Linked DNA regions of Sus scrofa: region 2 is linked to region 1. The links are chromatin contacts, called in public promoter capture Hi-C maps. All regions are on one chromosome and are shown on one strand. The core of a region is the stretch at or near the end of the contact, and the rest is flanking DNA. Distances in the headings are between cores, read along the strand shown. Region 1 holds the start of TSPAN18 (tetraspanin-18). Region 2 holds the start of CD82 (CD82 molecule).

Region 1 (7,482 bases), core at 2,573-5,072:
CTGTCCTCTCTGAGTTGTTTAATTACTAATTAAACCAGCAGTCTTGGGTGCAGACAAGGGGCAAGGGTTGGACTTTAAGATAACAAGTGCTGAGATGAAAGACCTGCTTTGCCAGATGCAAACACTGGGGTTCATCTTCCTCTCCCCCTCTTTTTAATAAGTGTTTCACAATCTGCACGTGCGTGCACGCGCACACACACACACACACACACACACACACACTCACACTCCATCGGAGCGCTGATGCGGGTCCAAGGTGGCAGCCCGTGCAGCAGGAGGAGCCCAGGCTGGCGGGTTACTGAACGGCATCAGATTGCAAAAATACCCCATCAACTGCTCATCTGCTCCGGGGGACCGAAGTGCTGGTTTCCAAGCCCCCGCCTCCTTTGCTGTGTCCCAGCTGAGCATGAACAAATGTTCCTGATTTTTCCTTCCCAATGGCTGGTGAAATAGACCAGAAGAGCAGCCCTTTGCAAAGAGGGGTCCCTAAAGGGGCAGCCCAGCCACCACCGTTTACTCTTCCCAGGGCCAGATGGGCATCCAGAAAAAGGATGAGGTGCAAGTTTGGAGACAGAAATGGGGCTCCCAGCAGGAACAGCTCACTCGCACCACCCTCCATTCTCGGTCCGACGGAGGGTGGGTGCCTGGTCCACGTGCAGTGTAAGGGCTGCTTGGGGCAGAGCAAGGAGAGGCGGAAAGCAGAGCAGGGCTGCCTAGGGCCCTAAAACCTTACTTTCCTGACTTTAAGTTGCAAGGGCCCCAGAATCTCCCAGACCGACCCCCTCAGTTTACAGACTGGGAAAGCAGGTTCCAGAAGAAAAGTGACTCGCCTCGAACCACATTCAGAACCCCAAAGAGCTGGATCACAAATCTGCTGTTTCCTTCCCTTCCCAACCCCTCCCACAAACCCCTGCCATGCTCGCTTACCTTGACCCCCCACACACACACACCTGTCCCCGCCTGGCACCCAGTCCTCCAACCCAGCCCCACCCCCACCCCACCCCAGACCATTAAAAACTCATTCAGTAATTCAGGGAGCTGTTTTCAGGCTGACAAGGGCAGGTTTTAAAGGAGACGGGGTACTTCCAGGATCCATGCAAGGTGTCTTAAATCCAACTCCAGTTGAATCGATGCTACTAGAACGTGGCCTGGAACTTGCACTGAAATACCACCCTTTCAGCCTTGGGTTGGATAAAGATATCCCAAGGGCCTGTCCTTTGAATGGATTGGGGGACAGAAGGACCAGCAGACAGGGTGCCCAAGACTGGAAATATTGCTGCATCAGAGATCTCAGAATTTGCCTGCGAGCTGTGTGAGTTCACACATGAAGTTCCAAATCCACAGAACATCAGCAGGCCTCGGGGTCTCAATTCCATCTTCTCTTCGGGGCAGGTAGGGTGTGGGTGGGGGGCAGAGATGCCAGCCCTCAGGCCTCACCCCACCCTACCCCACCCACGCCCAGGTTCCCAGGGCAGGGGTTGGGGGCAGGCTTCCCTCAGAAGAAAATCTCAATAAAAACAAAACCAAAAAACCCTCCAGACAACTCCTTTTGTTTTCTGGCCCCGTGGAATGTCTTGAAGACAAATCCAGAGACAGGGGTTCTCCACCCTTTCCGCTGTCTCCTCCCTACTCGTCCTATTCTATTCGAAATAAAAAGCATGCTGATCTTTTTTTACGGCAACTTTTGGCCTAGAGCATCCAACAAACACAGCTGAGGGCTACACTGAAAGCAAGAACCTCAACTCTCTTTCAGGGGCCACCCAGTTTCCATCGCCTTTGCAGGGGACTCGGGGGACATGGGAGGAAGCGGGGGCAACCTAAGGGGCGAAGGTTTGCAGCCCAGAGAAAGAGGAAAACTTCCACTGGCCCCTATGAGGCCACCGCCTGCGTTCTTTGATTTGCACATTTGGACTCACTTGGGGTGCAGCAAGGAGGAGGGAAGGAGTTAGAAAGATGAGGCCACAGTCCCTTCAGTGTCCCTTCAATGTCGAACAGCCCCATGCATGACAAGATGAAGCTCTTCATAAACGCCAGCAGCCTGGCTTCCCAAGGCTTCGGCATGGATGCACAGACTCAACACACAGGGCCCCTGAGGTCACACAATGGGACCGGTAGCAGGTTTCCACCAGTCACCATGAAGTGACCAGATGAATGTGGCCTGCAGACCCCAGACCCCAGGAGGAGGGGCTCTTGTTGACTAAGAGATTTATTTATCACTTGAGCCTGGACTGCTAAAGTCTTTAAGGGACCCCCATCATCCCCGCCCTGTGCTTCCCAGTTTCTTTGAACCCAGAGGAGGGGACACAGCCCAAGACCCTCTTCCCACCCACACGAGAAGGGGATCCGGCCAGATCCGTGGAACAAAGGTAGGACTTTTACAAAAGAGGCACATTCTGCAGGCTGGGTTTCAGACTCCAAAGAAACCTCAAAAAGTTCATTCTCCCATCCACTTCCTCCACAGCAATTCGCTGTTGACGTTAAGTTCCCTTCCTTTTTGTTTTTCTGGGGGTGAATTTTTTTATTCACCCATACACCCTGCCAGCTCCCCCAAGAAAAACCAACTCCTGACGGCCAAGCTTTCCAGTACACAGCACAGTTATAACTGGGGGGTCCCAGCCTCCCACTCGGACCCTCTCCCCGATTCCGGCTGGGGGTGGCTGCTGCTCAGGGCCGGCCCAGCGCCTGTTGGGGCGCGGGGGGGACAGGGGCAGTCTGCGGTTATCTGTTCTGGATTTCGATGTATTTGTCTCTCAGGAACCGGGGCTCGTCTTCCTGTGGCCGAAAGGGCCAGGGAAGGGCGCCCCCTGGCGGGATCCAACTGACCTCAATTCAGCCGGGACCCAGGGCCGGCGCGAACCCACCCTTGCCAACCCGGCAAGCGGACTCCCACGGCGCCCCCTAAACCTGGACTTGCTCGAGCTTCGGATCCGCCGAGCCCCCAAGGGAATCTCCGCTTCCCCAGACCGCACACACCGCGTACGGAGTAAAGGGGGCCCCGGAGGAAAGCGTGGCGCTCCCGCCCCGCCCCGCTTCCTGGGACCCCGAAGGCGACCGGTTCTCAGTGCTCCTGCTGGGCCCGGCGATCCTCCGGCCCGGATCCTCCTTTGTAATCCCTAGTCCCAGCCTGCCCCCTTCCAGAGTGGCATGGTGCGGGGCAACGCTTCCCCCCACCCCAGGACGCAGCGCTCGCCGAGACCCCAACCCTGTAATCACACCTGCCACCCCGCCATTCTGCAGGCGCCCCCCATTCACCCGCCGGGAGCGCTGGGCTGGCGCTGCACCTGTCCCGGGGGAAGCCCCTGGCCCTCGGCGGATTCGGGGCAGGAATGGGGGGGCGAGCACGTCTCTCCTGCCCCCTCCCCGAGCTAGCTGAAGTAGAACTTGGTTCCCGGCTTTCCCCAGAACCGTCCTGGGGTCCCCCCACTCCACCCCCACCGCGCCCAACAGTCTCTCAGGGGGAGCGCGCTTGGGTCCTCAAATCCCCGGGGGCGCGGCGGCCGGGTGCACGGAGGTCACGGAGGTGCGGAGCTCCTACCTTCCAGCGGCAGCGGCCAGACCCCGCGCCAACTCCCTTCGGCGGCCGCGGGGGAAACTTTCCCTGGGAGGAGAGGCGCGCTCGCAACTTGCTCGGCGCCAGCTGCCTTCCCGGCGGTGGCGGCGGCGGCGGCGGCGGCGCGTCCGGAGACCCGCTGGCGCGAGGCGGAGGCGGCGGCGCTCGCCCGGGGCCGGGGCTTGGGCTCGGGCGGCCTCGCGCGGCTCCGCGGTGGATCGCTCGGCGCTGCGTCCGCCCTGCAGCCTGGAGTCCCCGAGACGCCGGCGGCAGCTGCAGCCGCCCGCCCGCCCGCCAGTCCGCCGGCCCCACCTCCCCGCCACCGCTCCGTCCCTCCCTCCTCCCCCCCCCCCCGGCGCTCCCTCCCCTCCCCAAACCTCCTCCCCTTCCCTCTCCAGTCGCCGCCGCCACCGCTGCCGTGGCGGCCGCCGTGAAGGCACGTCTCCTCCGGCCCGCTGCCCCTCGCCCCCTCCCTGCCTCGGTCTCCGCCTTCAGTCCGGCCACCAGGCCTCGCTCCGGGGGCCGCTGGGGCCAGCCACCCTCTGCCTTTCTCCCCTAACTTCTCCTCTGTCCGCCTCCCCGCTCTGCTCCCTGGCCCTCGCTTCGGGTCAGTTCTGGGGATCCGGTGGGGAAGTGGGGAGTGGGGCCGGCTAGATCGGAACATTTATTCCAGGCGAACTTCCACGCTGCCCCCACCTCCATAACCGGACTATGGGGCCGCGGGGGGATAATCCTCCATCTGGACCTTGGTCCTCGGCTTCCCGCTACCCTGGAAGTACCTGTTGAAAGCCAGCGGGATTCACCCTCCCTGGGCTGCTTTGGACTGTCGCAGATAATAGAGGATGCTGAAGGGGTTTGCAGCAGGAGGTGGGGGGCGCTGGGGGGGGGGTGCCAACTTCAGGCCAGATGCAGATGACCCGATTGTGTCTCCATCTCAGACCTTATCTTTTCATCTCTGTCCCTCGGCCTCAGTCACACATCCCCTCCCCAGCCACTGACACATGACTTCACCGAGCCATTTAACCTCTGAACCTATTCTGTGAAGCAGCTATTCCATCCGCCCGCCCCAGACAAAATGGACAAGTAAGCAGATCAAAGCAGACAGCCCAAGTGAAAGCGCTTGCTAGCCCCTCAGAGGAGAGGGGCTCGGGTTGCCCACTCCTGTTCCCTGGACAACAACTGTCTGAGTCCCAGCTCTGAAGCTTCCAGTTCTGGTGCCCGCCTGCCGGGACACTCAAAGACACACAAGCTCTGCAGGAGGCTCCTTTGGTCGACTGATTCTCACTAAGGAGTGAATGACTGATAGGATTTGAAAGTACTGCAGCCTTGGATAGGAATGCTCATGATGTCAGGCCACAGGGCAGCGTTTGCAGGCGCAGGAAGTGGCTACCTTTCCTTGCCCACATTCCCGGAAAAGGAGATATCCTTCTAAGACTTCGAGGATGTCTGGTCCTTTCAAGCATTTCACTGAGTAAATTGAGGTGGGACTAACAGAGTGTGACTGGGAGAAAAAACCCTGAATCCACAGGTTTTAAATGGACCCAGCAGGAGCAGTGCTTGCCCCCCCCCCCGGGGGGGGTGTCTCTATCCGTGCAATTTCTGTAGAAGAAGGACAAAGAAAACTTGAAAGGGCTTCAGGTTCCATATTTGCTTCTTCAGTTGCCAAAACAGGATTGGGGAAGAGGCTGACCCTTCTTGCCGAGAAGCCCCACAGGCTCTGCGTTTCTGGAATGCTGCTGGAAGAGGCCTTCTGTGTGGGCCTCTTTGGATGCAAGGCGCCACGTAAATTTAAGGAGGGAAAAAAATCATGAAGCCACAGGCAGGGTGCTGGGGGCCTGGGAGGTGGAGGCCAGAGGCATTGGGAGGGATGGACGGAGTTTCTGAGGGTCCAGGGGATTGGCAGGAGCAGGCAGGAGGAGGTGGGAGAAGGGACCCCAGGGAGATGAGGACAGAGCAGGTCAATTGGACAGTCCAGCCACCCAGCTGGGAGGACAGCTCAGTTCCAAGTCAGCGTTTCCCAGACCTCAGCCGTTCTGCAGCCTCTGTTGAAAATCTGGCCCTATCTGCACGCCAGATAAAACCATTTGCTTAATAGCTTTCTTTAAATCAACTCTGGGGTTTTTTGTTTGTTTTATCTTTTTTTTTTTTTAACTTAGATTCACTTGTTTTGACAAAGAAATGTTATATCACGACCATAAATGGAAAACTGGCACCGTGTTACTATAAATAGAAGGTAACCATAAAAATGAATACCATGAAAATAAAACAGTGTTATTAAATTCTAGCAATGTATATTTAACCACAATAAAAAAAAAAAAAATTCCGAGGAGCTACTGCTGCCGCCTGGGAAAGGTGTTGAGCCAGAGGCCCCACTCTCTCTGGAAAAGGGAGCTTAACGAGGACAGAAAGGTGTTAAGGACACAGCAGCAATAAACTGAGACTCCAAGTTGTGATCAAAAGGGCTGAGAGAGACCTGGAGAGGGACCCCCCACCCCCGATCCTCCTCCTCCCGGGGGTGGGGGAGTGAGGGTGGGGGGTCGGGGTGGGGGAAGGTCCCAGGATGAAGGGCCTTAAACCTCCTTGAAGCTCTCTGATGTCCCACGATTGGGAAACACAATTTTAAATATATTAGGTAAGGCGCTCCTGCTGTGGCTCAGCGGGTTAAGAACCCAGCTAGTACCCACGAAGATGTGGTTTAAATCCCTGGCCTCATTCAGTGCGTGAGGGATCGGTGTTGCTCTGACTCGGGTGTAGGCCAGCAGTTGCACGTCTGATTTGACTCCTAGCCTGGAACTTCCCTATGCCGTAGGCGAGACCCTAAAAAGGAAAATAAATGAATAAGGCAAAAAGTCCTTTTTGGCAAGGGTCAGGAACCCTAAGAATTTAGTCCTGGGCAAGAGAAGGCAATCCGGACTGCAGCGAGCTGGCCTCCCTCCCTCTCACAGGCTGGCCTTGGGGACGTCCTGCCTTGTCTGGCCTCCGTGTCTCCACGAGGAGCCAGGGCAAATGGCTTCTAGGATCCCTATTGGCAGCCTTTGATAAAAGCAAGAAAGGAACCAAGGTTGTGGCTTGCTGCGAAACAGAGAGGGAGACGGCTCCCACCTTACTAGGGGTGGGGGGTGGGGGAGGCTTGGAAAGGGGGACAAATGTTGGAAGAGAGGATGGACCCGAGTCAGCCGTCCCCAGGAGAGAGTGAAGGTTGGGTTGAGGCCACTGCTGGCCGACTGGAGCCTAGGTTGTCATAAACCCAGAAGGGGCCTGGCCTGGAAGGTTCTAGAGTCCCCACCTGCCCACCCTGGAAGGAATCTTGTGGAGAATTCATTGTCATCCAGTCATCTCATTTTCAAGATGGGGAAACTGAGGAAGAATCACTGACTAGCTCCCGGGCATTGATGGAGGCCTCCAGACTCCAGGGCCAGGGCCCTTGTTCCTCCCCTGGTGTTTGGGGTTCTCGTAGAAATGTTTCTTCCAAAAACCTGCACTCCCCACTCCTCTAAGGGGCTCTCGGACTTCATTTTTTTCTGTCAGCCGGAAAAAAGTGATGAACTGGCATGAAAGCGTCCAACCCGCCAGAGCGTGGTCAGTGCTGAGCAGCGGGAGTCCCTGGACATGGGATGCCTGCGGGGCACAGCCACACCCTGGCATCCTGGGGACACAAATGCAGACCAGAGAGCCCCACACCACCAGTCACAGGCCCAAGTGGACAGGCCACCTGACCATTCCCTACCCTCTGTGGGCCTCAGTGTCCCCATCTGTAAAATGGGATGTTTGGATGGGCTCCATGGATTTCAAATCAGGCTGGCAGTTCCCGCTCCCGGGTACCTAGGAGCGTGGAAGGGAGAAGGAAACGTCCCTCTCAGCTTCTCAGTGTAGCCAGACGCCAGCTCCCTTTTCATCTGTTCTGTACGCTAGTGTCTTACATAAGATCTCAA
Region 2 (7,482 bases), core at 1,722-4,221, 130 kb after region 1:
CTATCCCCCAGCTGCAGACACCCCCAAAGCCCCCCAGGCCCCTCCTGCATCCCCATTGCCACGGCCGTCGGTTCTCTATCCCCTGACCACTGCGTCCTGGCCCCCATCACATGTGGTAGACTGTCTTTCCTAAAGTGCCACTTTGATTATGTCACTCCCCCGCTCACAAACCTTCAGTGGCCTTCACTTTCTAGAAAACGCATCCAAATATCTCACCTTGGCATTCAAGGTCCTCCATGAGTGGAGCCAACCTACCATCCCCCCTTGACATCTCCACCCAGTCCCATCTCTCCAGCCAGACTGAGAAGTTTCTTAAAACTCCCCCGAATATGCTGAGCTCCTCGCCTTCCCCTAGGCATCTTCCTCTGCCCCAGACATGGTCTTTGCCGTGGCTGCTGGAACCTTCGCAATCCTCAAGGTCCATCCCAAACTCCACCACCTCCATGGAGCTTTCGTGAGGATCCCTCTGGCCCTTTCTTCATTTATCTCCTATCAGAGGCACTGGTCTCCTTGTCTAAGCCCCTTACCCGACGGCCGACCACTGGGATGGGGTCAGAGCGTCTGGTCCATCATTCATCATGTGGGCGGGGGGATGGGGGGGAGGACTTTCCAGAAGATGTTTACCAAGCACTGTTTGAAATGAACATCTCCCCACACAGGCAACACCTTCTGACCCCCCTCCCTCCCCACCAGACTGAACTCTAATTAATCTTAAGCCACCCAAATGCTTGGAGAGGGGAGTCTGTGGCCCGTTAATCCAAGCCCAACTGGGACTTCCCAGCTGGGGCAGTAAGTCCTGCTCAAGTCTCACCAACTCCAGGAAGCCCCTTTACCCCAGACCCTGGGTTCTCCAGTGTCTTTCTTCACCTGAGCACCACCCCTCCCATATATACACACGCGCTGTCTCTGCCATACAGTACAGCCTCTGGATCAGACTCTGTCCCATAGAGCTTTCCACCAGGTTCCAAAGTGTAGCACTCACCTCCCCAGGAGATGCAAGGAACGAGCCGCCATTGACGCCCAACCCTGATGGAACAGATAGCAGGTACCTACACTGCCCCTCATCTCCACGCCGAGCCAAGCACGCAATGGAAAAGCTGGATTCGGGCCACCGGAGCAGTCCGAATCCATGAAATCTCATCTGGCCTTGAGCTCTGGGTGTGAGTTATTCTCTCCAGCAGAACACAGTGGGGATGAGGGCCTCACTGTCAGCAACTCAAAATGCAGGCAGAACCTGGGACTGGCTAGTTCACCTCTGTATCCCCTAGCTCCACTTAGTGTCTAGTAAGTGCAAAGTAAACATTTTTGGGGGTTTATTTAACTGGACACCTAACAACTGTAAGAAATATTACTGAAAACTCAGCTACTTGTACACACTCCCCAATCTGCAAATGGACAAAGTGATGCTGGTGGCAAATGGCAAGGTCTGGCTCTCATAAGGTCAGGAGGTGCTGTCACCAGCGTCTGGCCTCCAAACACAGCCTCATTCCCAGGCAAGAAGCCAGCCTATCACCTGCTCATCCACATCAGAGCAGCTGTCATACAGCGAGGCCTCGGTGGGTGCCTCGGAGCCTTGTTAAGCGCTTTACATGTATTCTATTTTTTTTTTTTTTTTTTTTTGCCTTTTCTAGGGCCGCTCCCATGGCATATGGAGGCTCCCAGGCTAGGGGTCCAACTGGAGCTGCAGCAGCTGGCCTACACCAGAGCCACAGCAACACGGGATCTGAGCCACGTCTGCGACCTACACCACAGCTCATGGCAAAGCCGGATCCTTAACCCACTGAGCAAGGCCAGGGATCGAACCTGCAACCTTATGGTTCCTAGTCACATTCGTTAACCACTGTGCCACGATGGGAGCTCCTACATGTATTATTCTATTAAGTCCTCACTACTACCATTGAGTATCATCACTACCCCCACATTACAGATGAGAAAACCGAAGCTTAAAAGGGGAGTGGAATCCAAAGGGCCCGTCCTTGACCACTGAACTAGGCTGCCCAGCTCCTAGGACCCTGGCACAGAGCACCTGCCACCACCAGGGACAGAAACCACCAGCCCAAGGAAGGGACCCAGGGCAAGTAGCAAGAGACATGGCTTCTGGGCTTGACTCTGGGCCCAAAGTTAGGTGGGGTTTTCCCTTGTCTTCCCCACTCACCCAGATAAGAATTTGTCCCCTAGTTTCTGCCGGGGGCCTCCCAAGCCAGCTCACCTGGAAAAGCCCTGGGAAGGGCCAAACACCCGCTGAGTTTCCCACCTCAAGTCTTAGTGGGCTCTCAGAGTTGGGGGGGGAGGGGAGGCTGATATCTCTTTGAATTCAGCCGCCCCCCTCTGCCCCCACTTCCCCAGACCCGTGGGTTTCAAGTCCCATCCGAGGAACTAGTGTGACCTTTAAAGCAATTCGCTTCACTCTTGCAGTGAGTTTGCTTTGCTCCGTGTCACTCTGCAAGGAGACAAACTCTAGTCTGGGCGGCGCGATCTGAAGACCTGTTGTGTCCGCTCTCATCTGCCAGCCTCACCTTCCGGAGTTTCAGTGAGAAAGGTTCACCTGGTTCAATCCCCTCCTTTTACTGGAACCCGAGAGGTCCAGAGCTAGGTGGGGGGACGCGCCCGGGGTCACACAGCTGGTGCACGGCGGAGCCAGAAAACTGGGGGTCAGGACCCGGGAACTTAAGCTCCTTCTCACCCACCAGCTGCCTTCGGGGCCCAACCTGTCACTTGCTCCGAGAAAGCTGCCCGAGCGGCCTCTGGAAGTTGGGGCGAAAACTAACTTTGCTCGCTGTTGCCGACAGGCCTCCCCCCCCTCAGTTTCTCACCTGCTGGCTCTGCTTTTTGCTCGGCGCTGCAAGCCCGGCGTCTCCCGCTCGCGCCCTGGTTAGCGTCTGACCGCGCAGCCCTGGGTTCGGTCTCTTGGTCGTCCCCCTCCCGGCGGTCGTCTGGGAACTCAACGGCCTCGGCCAGCCCCGCCCCTGAAGTGACCACGCCCCTTCGACACGCCCCCTCGGCCTCTGGACGTGGGGACCGCCAGCCCCGCCCCCACACCCTGCAGGAATGTGGCCTGGCACCCGGCCGGATCAGGCCCCGCCCGCTATGGTCTCTCCGCTCTAACCCGCCAGCCCCGCCCCGTGTCCCGCCGGAGGGGGCGGGGGCGGAGCTACACTCCTTGCCCCGCCCCACTACGGCCCCCAAATCGATCCCGGTCTGCCCCGCCCCAGGTCACTCTGGGGAGGGGGCCGACCCCTGGGCCTGCCTCCTGGGCCGGGTCCTCTGTGTTCCTCCGGCTCTGCCTCGATAAAGGCCTGTCTGGCCGGCTCGGCGCTCCACCCCTGCTAGGTGAGAAGCCCCGCTCGCAGCGGGACCTAACGGTCCCGCCCCTCCTAGGCCTGCCTCATCCTTCCCGTCCCTCCCTAGACCCTCCCTCCACCACCCCCACCGCCGAATCCCTCTTCTCTGGGTGTACCCCCGCCCCCTAGGTTGAGGCCACGCCCCAGCAACGCCCCTTCCCCGCTTCAGCGCCTCCCTAATCCTGCCCTGCCCTGGCAACCTTGCTCTGGGCGTGCAGGCCTCCGGGCCTTCACGCTGGCATTCCAGGGCGGGCGTATCCGGGTGCAACCGGGGAACGGCTCGGGAGCGGTTTGCGTTCCAAGTCCCGGCCTCTATCAGGAGGTGGCTTGGACCTAGGCACTTTTTCCAAATACTAACAGCTACCACCGATTGAACTCTCACCAGGGGCCTGCTCTATGCCAAGCCCTGGCTTAGAAAAATAAAAGAACTGGCCACTGAATTCGCACAACTCTATCCCCAAATGTTGCACCTATTTTACTGAGCAACCTGATGCTTAGATAAGGGAAGCCATGGCTTCTGAGTCTCGCATGGATCAGGTAAGCAGGATCCACCCCCTGGCCTTGAATCGTAGGCAAGGCTTGACGCTGCACCAGCTTGCCTGGACTGGCCCCTAGAGCAGTGGCCAGGACCAGCTACTTGTTGGGGCAGTGCTAGCAGACTGCCTGAGGTAAGGGAGGAGGCATAGCTTGAGACAGGGGTGGCAGGAGGGGCACCTGGCCCACTTCTCAGAAGCTGGTTTTCTTCTTGAGAAGAAGGGGCTTAGAATTAGGATGGGCTGCAAAAGGTCTTTGGCTGCGGTGCCCCCACCTGCCTCCTGGCCCTCCACACTCCCAGACCCCAGGGATCAGCCTCTGGTTTCTGCGTTATTCCAGAGCCATTCACCTGTGCAGCTGACAAAGCTCTTTCGCTCCCATTATCTCACCGGCGTCTCATAAGGACGCCATTGTGGGGAAGGTATGATTATGCTGATTTTGCCTGGGTGGGGTAGGGCAGGAAGCTGGACACCAGCCCAGCGAGGTGGTTCCCAAAGCATGGTCCTTGGACCAGCAGCAGCAGCAACACCTGGGAACTTGTTAGGAATGTGTGTTTGGGGGCCCATCCCAGATCTACAGAGTAAGAGACTGTAGGGGGTGAGCCCAGCTATTTGTTTTAACAAGACTTCAAGGTGAGTCTGGAGTTCTCTTTGTGGCTTAGCAGGTAACAAACCCGACTGGTATCCATGAGGATGCCGGTTCGATCCCTGGCCTCGTTCATTGGGTTAAGGATCCTGCGTTGCTGTGGCTGTGGTGTAGGCCGGCAGCTACAGCTCTGATTCGACCCCTAGCCTGGGAACTTCCACATGCTGCGGGTGCGGCCCTGAAAAACAAGGGGAAAAAAAAAAAAAAGACTTCAAGGTGATGCTGAATCACATTCAAGTTTAGGGGCCACTGTTCAGCAGAATGGTGAAGGAGTACAAGTGGTCGGAGAATGACAGAGACCAAGTGGCCTCCTGGGAGCCTTGTGACCCAAGGCAAGGCCAGGAAGGTACTTAACCTCTGTAGGGTGAGCCCTTAAAAGAGGAATAATAATGACACCCGTCCTGAGGGTGGCTGTTGAGGAGTCAATGTGATAATGTTCACGAAGTGTTTGTCCACTCTTGGACACGGCATGCTCCATAAAAAGAAAAAAAGAAAAAGTCAGGGGAGAGGGGCTGGAGAGTCCTCTAAGGCCAGTGATGTCCTCTACAGTCGTCCTTCCCAGAGGGACACCAGCTTTCCTGCAAGGGGACGAGAGCCTAACAAGGTCTGAGATGATGCTGATGCCGCTGGTCCAGGGACCACACTTTGGGAGCTACAGTCCTGTTCTATCTTGCGCTGGATTCCAGCTCCCCACCCAAGCCCACAACCCATGCAAAATGGGTGTCAAATACCTTCCTCTCCTACCTTCTCCAGATCCCTTCCTGAATGGCTGGAGGTGTGTGTGATGGTGATTGGCAGGTGGCAAAGCAGCTGGATTCCATCAGCCCCCGCCCCCAGGCAGAAATTAGATCCCATTAGTCCCAACGGCTACCCCTTCCTGTCCCTGTCATTCCAGATTAGAGATGGAGGCAGCTGTGGCCACAGAGAGGGCAGTCTGCAGGCAGCTTCTGGAATCTCGACCATATTCCCCCATCATCCTCTGCAGCCCAGGGAAAAGGGTTTCTTATAGGAGTTATAGCCTAGGGCACTGATCCTATTTTACAAACCTACCCTAACATGTTAATAGTGAAAAGTGAGGCCCACATACCTTATAGCTAATCATATAAAAGGCAGTAAAATAAAATGTCTATTTTCCTGACTTGAAAAATCGCCTTTATAATGATCAAGCAGGCCACGTTTATGAGACTGATGTCCAATCTACTGTGCTCACGAGGTACCTGAAGCCCACGTTGAAATCTGGAATTCTGAGAGTTCCCATTGTGGCTCAGGGGTAAAGAACCTGACGAGTATCCATAAGGATTTGGGTTCGAGCCCTGGCCTTGCTCAGTGGGTTAAGGATCTGGCATTGCTGTGAGCTGTGGTGTAGGTCACAAATGCAGCTCAGATCTGGTGTTGCCATGGCTGTGGCATAGGCCGGAGGCTACAGCTCTGATTCAACCCCTAGCCTGGGAATGTCCATATGCCCTGGGTGCGGCCCTAAAAAGAGAAAATAAATAAATAAATAAATAAATTTCAAATTCTTTTCCTCCTTGGAAGGCTATGCAGGAACATGGAGGGGGTATGGGGTGGGTCAGCCGTGACCCCAGCCCTCAGTGCACCCACCCCAATTCTCTTTCTAGCACCGTCTCTGTCTTGTGTCATGAGCGCCCTAGGACTCACACATCCTGGCTCACATGCCCAGACTCCGTCCATATGCCTTGCCTATAGCTACCATTCCAGTCATGCCCCACGCATACATTTGTACCCTCAGAAGGATGTCCCAGGGGAAGTCGTGTGTATAAAAGCCTTAAAACTTGGCTTGGGGTGTTCCCATTGTGGCTCAGTGGTTAACGACTCTGACTAGGAACCGTGAGGTCGCGGGTTTGATCCCTTGCCTTGCTCAGTGGGTTAAGGATCCAGCGTTGCCGTGAGCTGTGGTGTAGGTCGCAGACGTGTCTCGGATCCCAAGTTGCTGTGGCTCTGGTGTAGGCCAGCGGCTACGCTCTGATTGGACCCCTAGCCTGGGAACCTCCATATGCCGTGGGAGCGGCCCAAGAAATGGCAAAAAGACAAACAACAACGACAACAAAAAATACCCCAAAATCTTGGCTTGGGCTATTTAGGCAGGGATTTCCAGGCATTCAGATAGCTGGGCCATGATCGAAGAGGGTGGTGGGGCGCAGGTTCTGGGTGAACGCGGGTGTCTCCTGTCTGGGTCTCTGGGTGGCACTGCTACCTAGCCTTGTCGTCCCAGCACTAAGCATAACGCTGGGCACACAGTGGAATCTTAAAGGACAGTCACTGAGTAGGTGTGGGTCTCGGTTATTTACTGAAATGGCAAAATGGGTCGGCTCTTTCCGAGTTTCCTTTCTCCCAGCGTGAGTCAGGCTTCATCATGACTTACCTTGGAGATTGTTCCAGGGAGGGAGCAGAGTCACCTCTAGTGAGAGATTACTTCTGTCTTTTGTGAACTTCTCCAGTCCGTTCCAGAGGTGAAGCCAGGAGTTCTAGAGCAGGAAAAGGGGCAAGAAGGACCAACCACTCTAGAAAGACTTGAGAAAAGATAACAGATGGCCGACGTGGAGGTGGGGGAGATGGTGATATGGCAAGACCTCAAAAGGGTATAGGCATGGGGTCCCCAGCCTCTCAAAAGGTCCTCCACCCCAAAGATGGCTTGGGAGCTGCAGAGCAGAACATCTGCAGGTCCTAGAAGGCAAGAACATGGGTGTCAGCGTTGCATTGGTACCTGGGTTTAGGTAAGGCCTCTTTCCCCCCGGAGCACTAGTTTTCCATTGTTTTTGTTGTTGTTGTTGTTGTTGTTTGTCAATTTGCCTTTTCTTGGGCCGCTCCTTCGGCATATGGAGGCTCCCAGGCAAGGGGTCTAATCAGAGCTGGAGCTGCCAGCCTACACCAGAGCCACAGCAACGGGGGATACGAGCCGCGTCTGCAACCTACACCACAGCTCACGGCAACGCCAGATCCT

What was found. Promoter capture Hi-C pulls out the DNA fragments that hold promoters and counts their contacts.
Region 2: a promoter capture Hi-C map of fetal liver shows a contact between it and region 1, with 3 times the contacts expected there. The contact joins the promoter of CD82 here to the promoter of TSPAN18 in region 1. A contact is called at or near these places in 2 of 5 promoter capture datasets (fetal liver and liver) and 9 of 47 Hi-C or Micro-C datasets (embryonic fibroblasts, fibroblasts, heart right ventricle and 5 more).

The regions. Positions count from the first base shown.
Region 1 is chr2:17,667,915-17,675,396 of Sscrofa11.1, forward strand. It overlaps TSPAN18 (tetraspanin-18), which reads right to left and starts at 3,823. Exons shown (of 11, transcript XM_021083155.1): 1 at 3,536-3,823.
Region 2 is chr2:17,800,201-17,807,682 of Sscrofa11.1, forward strand. It overlaps CD82 (CD82 molecule), which reads right to left and starts at 2,972. Exons shown (of 9, transcript NM_001145218.2): 1 at 2,814-2,972. LOC102166930 (a long non-coding RNA gene) reads left to right here and starts at 3,484. Exons shown (of 2, transcript XR_002341490.1): 1 at 3,484-3,878.